Linked DNA regions of Mus musculus: regions 2 and 3 are each linked to region 1. The links are chromatin contacts, called in public promoter capture Hi-C maps. All regions are on one chromosome and are shown on one strand. The core of a region is the stretch at or near the end of the contact, and the rest is flanking DNA. Distances in the headings are between cores, read along the strand shown. Region 1 holds the start of Naip2 (NLR family, apoptosis inhibitory protein 2). Region 2 holds the start of Ccdc125 (coiled-coil domain containing 125). Region 3 holds the start of Marveld2 (MARVEL (membrane-associating) domain containing 2).

Region 1 (3,722 bases), core at 667-3,166:
CAGGAATCTGTATTTACTGGGGCTGAAGGTCCTTGCTCCTAATTGGATTTTGGTCTATCAATAGAGATGCCAGTAGCCAATAGCTGATGACAGGGAAAGACACAGAATTGCAAGGGAAGGATGGAGAGAGAATCAGGAGGAGGAGAAGGGGGCACAGTAGTGGAGGACGTAAAGCCAACCAGCAATGTGAGTTTCCTCTGGCCACTTCCCTGACTGGGCCTGGGGTAGTAGAGAAAAAATTAAGAGTGCCCAGTCATTGTGTTATCCAAGGCATTTCAAGATTAACTGATTAACTGGTGTGAGTGACTGTGTGTGTGTGTGTGTGTGTGTGTGTGTGTGTGTGTGTGTGTGTGCATGTGTGTTCTATTTGTGCTACAGTGGGTCTACTCTAGGGTCTATGACCTACCTCCCCAGCCATGAACTTTGGACAAGGATTACAAAACCAGGCAGGAAATTCCCTTCAGTAGACTGCCCTCAAATGTAATCAGAATGAGGTTTGCTATGTCATCGAAGACATGGCATTATTGCACAAGAAGAAATCCTTGGCCTAGTGGAATAGTGGTGATATAGCAAGCAGAGACCAGCACTGAGAAGATCATTGATGCCCTCCTCACAACTTCCTGCAGTCTGCATAGCATCTTCTGGCACTGTAAAAGCTAGGATGTTTCCTAGTCAGTTTGAGACTGATTCACTTATGCCCTGCAACAAAAATATTTATATATAGTCTTACTCAAGGGGCTTTATAGTTGTTACTCCTTTTTCCCAGCAAGCTCTCCCTTCTGTTCTAGTCAGAGTTCTCTAAAGGAATAGAACTGATAGGCTATACAGATGTAGGTCTACATTTAAAGATAGATAGATAGACAGACAGACAGACAGACAGTAGATAGATAGATAGATAGATAGATAGATAGATAGATAGATAGATAGATATGGATATATAACCAAATACATGGGATTTATGAGACTGACATACAGGATATAGTCTGGATAGTCTAACAATGGCTATGTGAGACATATTGTCCTATGATGTGTGTGACAGTCATTGTTAGAATGGCTGAGAATTGGTAGTTAGTTGTTTAGTCTACAAGACTGGATGTCTCAGCAGTCTCAACTTGGCACTGGAGTCCTAGAGGATTCCTGAAAAGCTGCTGGTTTCAGTCTACCTTTTAATCATGCAGGAGATGGTTCTAATACCAATGAAGAAGTGCCACAGCAACAAGATAGATGAACTTGCCCAGTGATAGTGAGGGCACACCAATGTCCTTCTTCTGTGTCTTTTTATCTGGGCAGCTACCAGAGAGTACTCCCTACTGTTAGAATGAGTCTTCCTCCTTCAAGTAACCTGATCAACAAAACTACTCTCAGAAATGCCCAGAGTTTGAATTCTATTTGATTGAAAGTGTAGTAAGGTTGAAAACCAAGATTAGCCATCTCACGATGATTTGAGAGTTCTATAAAGGATCAAAGGATCAGGTGTTGAAATGGAATACCCATTGTACTATTCTAGGAGTGGAAACTTGATTGTTTTCGAGGTGGGATCTATGTAAGCTGATTAGAATAAATCATTGAGGTGAAGATCCCATTGGATCCTGGTGAGTTCCTAAGATAGATCAAAAACAGTCCCTGTTCATAGACACATGGTAAATAAAATAATTTTAGAAAATTAAAAACAAAAGTTGACAGGAAAGAGAGGGTGGAAGGAGGGTGTTCAGATGCAGATGTTAGTAGAAGACACTGTGTCTGGGCCTACACTGTGGTCTGAATGTGAAATACCCACACAGGCAGCTCATGGTTTGAGAATTTGGTTTCCAGCTGGTGACACTGCTGGGTAAGAGTTTGGATCCTTTAAGAGGTGGAGCATGGTGGAGGGTGTGGGCCACTGGAGACTCTATAGCCTGGTGCCACTTCCTGTTCATTTTCTCTGCCCCCTTGCTGCTGATGCACTGTGACCAGCTGGCTTCCTGCTCCTGCCAAGCCTTCTGTGCCACCTTGAGATACAGATCTTCATACTGTAAGCCAGAATAAGCCTTCTTTTCTGTGAACTGCTTTTGTCAGGGTTATTTTATCCCAGCAACAGAAAAGGTAACTCCAGGCTGTGCGAGGGGAAATGAAAGTAACTAAGCCTAGCCTTAGTCTGTCAAGGCAGGGCCAGCTCCTCTCTACAGGGAAGGAGCAGGAAGCTAGCGTTGGGTAACTGTGTCTATAGATAAGAACATGACCTTTGTCTCTTAATTGCTAAGGAAACGATGTGTGTGTGTGTGTGTGTGTGTGTGTGTGTGTGTGTGTGTGTGTGTGTGTGTGTGTTTGGAGAGAGAGAGAGAGAGAAAGAGAGAGAGATCATGAGACAACTGTAAATATAACTAGTCAAAGACTTGAGGATTGATAGAACTCCAGGCGACCAATGCTGGTCATTTTAATACTTATGACAAGGAGGGGTTTTGTTTTTGTTTTTGTTTTTACCTTGTTAGGGATAGTCATATGTGGTATCTATTTCACTAAGGAAACTCCTCCTGGATATTATCTGATGAAAGAGTGTGCCTTGTCTTAAAAGATTCAACTTGACCAGGTATGGTGGCACATGCTTATAGTCCAACACTTAAAAAGCTGAGGCAGAATGGTGCCAACTTAGAGGCTGCCAAACACTATAAATCAAGGCCCTGACCCGCAGCTTTCACAAAAATGTAGTAGCTAGGAAAATTCCAAATTGAATGAGGTTGATAAAGCATGATGTGAAAGATTTAACTCTACCTAGAAGCAGATTTGATATTCCTTTGAGAGTGTTGAAGTGGGTGGATTGGCCATATGCTTATATGAAGGTGTTCTTCATTTTGTTATATTTCATTATTTGATAACTTCATATCTGAGTACTCTGTTTACATTATTTCAACCCACCCCTCTCCCATCCCACCAAACTGCCTCTCAAATTCCAGAGCCTTTCTTTAATTATCTCACACACACACACACACACACACACACACACACACACACACACACACACACTTACTGAGTCCATCTACTGTTGCTCATATGTGTATGTGTTTGGGGCTGAGCACTTGTGATTAGATAACACTTTAAGGGCTTGTCCCTGATGAAGAATAATTCTCCTCCCAGCAGCCTACACTTCTTCTTACAGAGATGAGGCCCTGTGACATTTTCCCTGTCCACACTGGCATGTCATACAGGTGTCCTTCTCCAGGTCTTGTTTACCCAGCCATATTGTTGAGCTACCATGGGTGCATGGGTGCAGCTTCCCTGTCCTGTAAGGATGATGTTGGCTATGAGTTTGTCATCCACAGGCTTTATTACGTTGAAGTGTGTTCCCTCCAGTCTTTCTCTCTCTAGGACTTTCATCATAAATCCATGTTGAATTTTGTCAAAGGCCTTTTTTGCATCTCTCATGATAGATGGTTATGCAATGTTTGTCAGTGATTTATATTACATTTGTTAACATACAAGTGTAGAGCCATCCCTGCATCTCTGGGGTAAAAGCCAATTTGATTGTATCGGAGGAAATCTTTGATATGTGCTGTTATTTGGTTTGTGAGTATCTTATTGAGAACGTTTGCATCTGTGCTCATGAGATGTGTTGCTGTGTCTCCATGTCGTTTTGGTGCCAAAGAAATACCAATCGAAGAGGATTGAAAGTGTCTCTATGCTTTGAATAATTTGAAAGTAATGGTTGGAGTTCTTTGAAAGTACAGTAGAATTCTTCTGTGAATCTA
Region 2 (3,722 bases), core at 344-2,843, 470 kb before region 1:
GCTCCTCCTGGATAGGCTGCCTTCCACTGTTACCACTCTTAAACACACGTTTCCAGCCGGACATTCTGCCTACAATCCTAATACAACTGAAACCAAGTTCGTTTCTTTCCCCACTCCCAATCCGGGTCTCTTCTAGGGTTCTCTATTTTGTCAAATGTGTCATCTATGTTTCAAAAGCATCAAGTAAATTTGGAATCAATTTCCCCCTTTCTCTTTGATCCTCACATGCCTTTAATCCCCAAGTCTTCAAGTCTCACAAATATCTCCCCAAATCATATCCTTTGCACTTGAATTTCCTAGTTGAATTTATGATAACTTCTGGCCTGAACCAACAGAGCCACCCTACACACCGTGCTGAGTCAATACTTTTTAAACAGATCTAAGGATGTCCCTCTCTTACCCTAACACATTCCATGGCTCCAATAAAGGTATGTCTCATTTGCTCACATCTAACAGATTCTCCAAGATATTTGTTGAAGCGAAATGAGAGAGGACACATTCCAAAGGGAAAAACTTAGGCAGCAGGATCTACCCCCACCAGCCTGACAACTTTGCTTTTAGCAAACAAGTTGATCAAACAGCTACCTACTTCCTGTCCTGTCCGGCTTGGTGGGGAAAAAACTAACATAAACCCTCCTTGGTGAACCATGAGCCGCTTCTCTTTGCTGTGGGCTGTATATATTAACTTTTAGCTTTAGAATAATTTTAGATTTACAATAAGTTGCAAAGATTTAGACCTCTATGCCCGTCACTTAAATTCCTCTAAAGTTAGCATCAGGGTACATTTATCAAAAATTGAGACAAAGACACCAGCGCAGGTTAAACTAAACCACACACTTCCGTAGATTTCCTGTTTTTCTCGAGGGCTTTTGTTCGTTCCTTTTTGTTTCAAGATATTGAAACCAGGATATTGCATAGCATTTAGTGCGTTACAGCTTTATGGCTCAAAACTAATAGTTAAATAATAGCAAGAAAAGACAGAAACAGAGTTTTTGAAATCGGTATTCTTCGGTGTCAGACCATTAATGGCTGGCTCTATGTGGGGAAAGGAGCCCTATTGCTAGTCTGACCACCACCTGCAGTTTCCACTCCTGGGCAGCTCGGCTCCATACCCTCCCCACCGCGGGTTCCCGGTGTCCTGGCCTGACGCTGGCACTCTGCGCATCCGTCCCAAGGATCGAACCTTCCGCTGCGCAGCCCGCGCGCCCCTTCAGAGGCTCACCCCACTCCGCCACGCGTCCTCGGGCCACGTGACTGCACGACCACCGCAGGGGACCCGAAAGGATCGCCAGGTCCGGGTGGGCCAGCGGCGCTTCAGCTCTCCTGAGCCCAGTATCCGTGCCTCCGTGCAACCGGATGTTAGCTGCCCTCCTCCAACTTCAGCTCCAAAGCCGGATGGACAAACCGACGGGCAAATAAAAGTCTGAGATTTAGAACAGACTGGGGCAAGGTGAGCGTCAATACATGGAAAATTATGAGTCCCAACCTTGGGACTTCAGGAACCCCCTAAGAGAAAAGTGTGCCGGAGCTGGGGTTCCCGGAGAGGTAGATCTCGGAACACCGGCTTTCGGCATTAGAAAGCCCGGTTAGGAACCCTGAAGGCAGCCTGGGCCAGAGGGAGCGCTGAAGCACAGGCGGAGCGGGAGGCAATGCCTGGAGAGCGACCCCTGCTCCTTTCCTATCACAGGTGCTACCTCGCACTAACCCATCCGCCATACTGGATCAACTTCATGACCTTGTTGAAATGGTTGTGTTCTAATTCTCTGTGCCAATACCCTTAACCGAAGACTTTGTTATTTTCAAACACTTTCCCAGGCTTGAAGATTACTCTGGTAGAAATAGACATCAGATCCTTCTCTGGCACTAATGAACTTCGCAGACTAGAGCCAGTCTAGTCTGTATTGTCCTTAGTTACTTAGACATGAGGAAAATCCGACTTAGAACGGATTTTATCTTGGGAGTCTTTCTCATAAACTTCATGCAATCACCTAGCTACGTGATTCTATACCTGTGTTGAAACTAGTGCACTACTTCCAGGAGTGGCTGTGTGAATTCAAAGCTCATTAAAAAACATGTTTCAGACTGCCGGCATACTAATATATGTTATCACTCATGTGTTTGTGATAGTAAAAATCTGCAAACGTATGTCCACCGGAAAATTGATTAATTAAAACTAATATATCAGGACTCCTGGGCATGGGGGCGGGCGGGTAGGGGGATGGAGAAAAGAAGACACCTGGTGTGAACTGCAAGGTCCATTAACACGTGCACACATGTACTTACATTCGTCTATTCTACAAATACACCGCACACACAAGCAACTCTTTTAACAGATGTGAAGTGTGTCTTTTTTTGAAGTGCTGGTAATCACAGTGAGCTTGTGACGGTTTGTTTGAGAATGGCTCCTATAAGCTTATATTTTTCGAATGCTTAGTCTCTGGTTAGTGGAACTACTAGGTTTGGGACCGATTAGGAGGTGTGACTTTGGTGGAGGGGGTGTGTCACTGAAGGTGGACCAGTCTCTCTCTTCTGCTTGTGGGTCAGGTGTAAGCTCTTAGCTACTGTTCCAGAGCGGTGCTCCCCACGATGATGGCCGTGGACTCACCATCTGAAACTGTAAGCAAACTTCCCAATCAGATGCTTTCTTTTATAAGTTGCCTTGGTCACGGTGTTTTTTCACAGCAGTAGAACAGTGAGTGACTAAGCCAGGTTTTGTACATCTAAACATTTGCCATCACTGAGCCACACCCCGAGACTACATTTAAGTCTCCAAATCTTTTTTTTTGTTTTTTGTTTTTTTTGTTGTTGTTGTTGTTTTCAAGACAGGGTTTCTCTGTGTAGCCCTGGCTGTCCTGGAACTCACTCTGTAAACCAGGCTGGCCTCAAACTCAGAAATCCGCCTGCCTCTGCCTCCCAAGTGCTGGGATTAAAGGTGTGCGCCACCACTGCCCGGCAAAGTCACCAAATCTTAAATCAGATTTTTTTTTTCTTCTTCTGTGACAGGGTTTCTTTATCCTGGCTGTCCTGGGACTTGCTTTGTAAACCAGTCTGGCCTCAAATTGAGAGGCCCATCTGCCTCTGCCTCCCTAGTGCTAGGATTAATGGCATGTGCCACTAATGCTGGGCTATTAAATCTGAATTTTAAGATGGTAAAAATTTATCTAAAATATAATTGAGAGGTTTGTATTTTCTGAGATGATACAATCCTCTCATAAATTAAAATACAGAGTATGTGTGTGCCCATGGAGGCCAGGGGACAACCTTGGAGACTATTCCTCAGGCACCTCACATCTTATTTTTAAGACATAAAATATTTAAAAAAATAAGACACCTTATTTTTAAGACTTCAGCCTGGAATGCATGAAGTAAGTAGGCTAGGCTAGCCCCAGAGCTAGAGAGCCACCTGTTTCCACCTCTTCAGCACTCAGTTAATAAGCAAGTGCCTGCCACCAAACCTATCTTTTTAAAAAGGTGGGTTCTGGGAATGGAAGTCTTGTCTTTGCAAACACTTTACTGATAGCCATTTTCTCAGTCCTATTACTATTTTTATAAAAAGTGTATATACACACATTTTATAGGCACCAAATCTCTGCAATATACCAGAAGCCAGTAACATTGTTTCCTAGAGGGAGGAGGGAGGTGATCTGAGTAAAGAGGTGGGCTAGAAGGCTAGTCTAACATTTATACCAAATTCTGTATACAGAACAAGTATCCAGGGTAGC
Region 3 (3,722 bases), core at 632-3,131, 410 kb before region 1:
GACTGAAGAGATGGTTCACTGGTTGAGTACTGACCAGAGAACCTGAGTTTGGTTCCTAGCACCCTTGCTTAGCAGTTATAACTGCCTTATAACTCAAGCTAGGCTGTCTAACTATAGACATAAAAAACAAAACAAAACCCTAAAGTACCCTTTTCTAGTTTAGAAGTAACAATAAAAAATAAAAATAATACAAAAAAGAATAGATTTGTTTTGAGACAAGGTCTCACTATGTAGTGGAGTCTAGACTCAAACTTCTCTTATCATAGCCTCCCAAGTGTATTATATTATAGGCCATACCACACAGCTGGACGAAGTTCATTGGTTTAGTTCCTTTTTGGAGACAGAGACCCTTTATGCAGTTTTGGCTGCTTAAACTCAGAGGTCCAGTGCCTGCCTTTGCCTCCTGAGTGTGGGATTAAAGGTGTGAGCACCATGCCCAGCTTTAGTTTCTATTTTAAAATTTCATATTTAGTTGGACAGTCAAGTCGACCCATTTGTGTTTCCTGAGATTTCTGTCTTATGCTCATTTTTTTTTCCTGATTTAAAAAATCTTTTTACTGGCTTAGGTGTAGATGAGTTGGAAAGTGTTTGTTTAGCATGCCCAAGGCTCTGGGTTCTATCCTCAGGACTACTAATATTATTTTTTTATTAGGTATTTTCTTCATTTACATTTCCAATGCTATCCCAAAAGCCCCCCCCATACCCTCTCCCCTTATGCTCATTTTTAATGTATACATATAAATATTAGTCTATAGGAACTCTGCTGAAGACAGTAACACTTTTGATAGCAGAAAGGACTTATTCACAGTTGGTCATTTGCCTTGTATTTTTTGTGTGTGAGTGGAAAGACCACTTAGTTCATAATTTCAAGGAGTTTTCTGTTTGGTTCCCACTGATGTCTTCGCTGTGACTCTGACAGGTTGAAAATGGAAGCCCTGACTGACCGAGAGCTGGGGCTGATAGACCCTGACAGTGGGGATGAGTCCCCGCACAGCGGAGGGCAGCCGGCTCAGGAAGCTCCCGGTGAACCCGCGCAGGCTGCTCAGAATGCCGACCCAGAGACCTGGTCCCTTCCGCTGAGTCAGAACAGCGGGAGCGATCTGCCTGCCAGCCAGCCTCAGCCCTTTTCCTCCAAAGTGGACATGGAAGAAGAGGAGGAGGAAGAGGAAGACATAATAATAGAGGACTATGACAGCGAGGAGACATAGAGAACAGCCTGCCAATCAGGTTGCTCCTTGAGAGATAAATTTTAGTCTATTCAGTGGTACTTGAACACGTCTCTGAAGGACAAGCAATTTGTTAATTGCTCAGTTCCTTATCGTATTCGTCACAGCAACTGACGACTGTCATCTTGAAGTAAAGCAGGTCTCAAGTACTCAGTGCTTAGTATTTATTTAGTCTTGTGAATGGTTTGAGGAGAAGTCACGGTGTGAAGTGTATGAATGTTGTACTAAATATCAAAATGTGAAGGAGTAATCCAGAATATACGGACTTTATGGGGTGTTGGAAATTTGATTTATAAAACAGTTTAGGATGCAATTATGAGTATAAATAAACCTTGTGCCTTACTTACAGTTTGCATCTAGCTTTTCGGATACCATTTTTGGTATGTTGTACAGTGGAATATTTTAGATACTTCTGGAAAGTATTTACATAATTTATATCAAAATTAAAAACGTTGGATTTCATCTTGTTCTTCTTATCCTTTAACATTACCTACCGCGCACTGTCTGCCTTGGGTCCAGGCAAGGCAAGTAGAGCAAATGTTCTAAAATGGGAAGGAGCTGGTAGCACCTATGCTATGCCTGCTTCCTGGCCTCAGCTAGGTGGCCAGGCGGGCGGGGCACTGCGGCTCGGCCACGCCCCGGGAGCTCGGTCCCAGTTTCGGTGCCCGCGGCAGAGCGTGCTGTTCCGGCGGCCGCGCAGGTGAGTGGGGCCGCGATGCGGCGACGGGACGCCGAGCCCGCGGGGTGGGCCTTTCGCCCTGGGCACACATCCCCGGAGCCGCCTCCCTCCCGCGGCCAGGCTGAAGCGGGAGCACGCGGGCGCGCCGGGCTCCGGGGGCGGCGTGGGCGGGTTTCGCTGCAGCGACAGGTGCGGCCGGCTGGACCGCCGCCGTCCTTCCGGGCGCCTGGTGGCGCCGCCCTCGCCACTTTCCCGGCTGGCCTGACCGAGACAACGGCCACCTTGGGGCGGAAGCCAGAGTGGATTTTCCAGAGAAGAAAGCGAAGGCGGGACACGCACCGGGTGGGTATAGTCGCGGTGCCGGGAGGCTAGATGGGGGACCCTGGCGGGATTGCTGGGTATCTGTCGGTCCGCTCGCGGCTGCAGCTCCGCTGCTCCCCCACCCCAAACCCCCAAGTATCTGTGGCGGTAGTCCACTTTCTGGAGGCAGCAAAACTTTAGAGGCAACTGAAGGGGCGATTGTGCGTGTGTGAAGGTGACCAGGCTCGATCCCCGTGACGCTCAGTGAACCATTTTTCTGGCCACAGCTGTGGCATTCCTAACTCCCTGGCTCCAAGCAAACAAAAGACCTGCGACCGAGCTAGGTGGAGCCCAGGGGGCTCAAGGACAACCTGTAAGGTTTTATCTGTATATTTAAGATGTGGTCAAATACCGCTGAAGATTCCTTGCTAGGTAGCACAGTTTGCTCTTCTACTAGTCTACACATTTTTGTGTTTTATTTAAATGATAAAGTGATGTAACTCAAACGAGCGGTTTTCCACAGGTGAAGATGAGTTGAATCCGTTACAGTGAGTCATACTTTTAGGAGTTAAATTAACCAGCGGGATGCCGCCGTGCAAACTATATACACCCTAAAGACCTCAAATCTCCTTCCGTTTATTTGTTGTGTTTTTGCTTCTACATTCTTAGGCATGTGTTAGATGTAAACGTTGTCTTTTTTAAAGAGCAAAGAGATAAAGACAAAAGGGCAAAGATAATTGCTGTTGTGCCGGCAGGTTTTATGTCAACTTGACACAAGTTACAGTCCTCTTAGAAGACCGAACCTCAGTTGAGAAAATTGCCCCCACTGAGTTGACCTGTGTGCGGGCAAACCTGTGGTCCATTTACTTGATTGGTGATTTACATCCGAGGGCCCAGGTCTCTATGAATGGTGCTGCCGCTGGTCCTGGATAATAAGAAAACAAACTTAGCAAGCCAAGAGGAGAAACCAGTAAGCAGCACTCCTCCATGGCCTCTGCATTAGCCCCTGCCTCCCGGTTCCTGCCCTGAGTTCTCTCAGTATCGCAGTGTGGCTTGAGTATTGTAAGTGAAAGTAAACCATTTCTCCCTAAGTTATGTGTTAATGGTGTTTTATCACAGCAGTAAAACCCTAAGACAGTTGTCATCTGGAAAGCTTCTGGTTTGCCTTGCACACCTTTCTGGGTGATCGTAGTTAATCCTCCAGACTTGGGGTGTCTAATTAGAGGACCCTGAAATTTCTTCCTGGACTCTTTCCTCTGTGTTCCATCTATTACAATGGTCCAACCTGTAGGGCATGACCCTCTCACAGGGATCCCCTGAGACCATTGGAAAACAGATATTTACATTATAGTTCGTAATGGTAGCAAAATTACAGTTATGAAGTAACAACAAAATAATTTTGTGGTGGTGGTGGGGGGGGTCACCACAACATGAGGAACTGTATTAAAGGATAGAAGCATTAAGAAGGCTGAAACCCACTGATCTGTTGGGTGGTTGTGTCTGGTCTGGTGACAGTC

What was found. Capture Hi-C pulls out chosen DNA fragments and counts their contacts.
Region 2: a promoter capture Hi-C map of pancreatic islet shows a contact between it and region 1. The contact joins the promoter of Ccdc125 here to the promoter of Naip2 in region 1.
Region 3: a promoter capture Hi-C map of adipose tissue shows a contact between it and region 1. The contact joins the promoter of Marveld2 here to the promoter of Naip2 in region 1. A contact is called at or near these places in 3 of 39 promoter capture datasets (the C10 cell line, cranial neural crest and pre-B cells) and 2 of 9 other capture datasets (adipose tissue and pancreatic islet).

The regions. Positions count from the first base shown.
Region 1 is chr13:100,200,316-100,204,037 of GRCm38.p6, reverse strand. Naip2 (NLR family, apoptosis inhibitory protein 2) reads left to right here and starts at 1,916. Exons shown (of 16, transcript NM_001126182.2): 1 at 1,916-2,011.
Region 2 is chr13:100,667,352-100,671,073 of GRCm38.p6, reverse strand. Ccdc125 (coiled-coil domain containing 125) reads right to left here and starts at 1,593. Exons shown (of 12, transcript NM_183115.5): 1 at 1,223-1,593.
Region 3 is chr13:100,615,130-100,618,851 of GRCm38.p6, reverse strand. Marveld2 (MARVEL (membrane-associating) domain containing 2) reads left to right here and starts at 1,881. Exons shown (of 7, transcript NM_001038602.4): 1 at 1,881-1,926. It overlaps Rad17 (RAD17 checkpoint clamp loader component), which reads left to right. Exons shown (of 17, transcript NM_001044371.2): 17 at 920-1,688. The coding sequence ends at 1,208.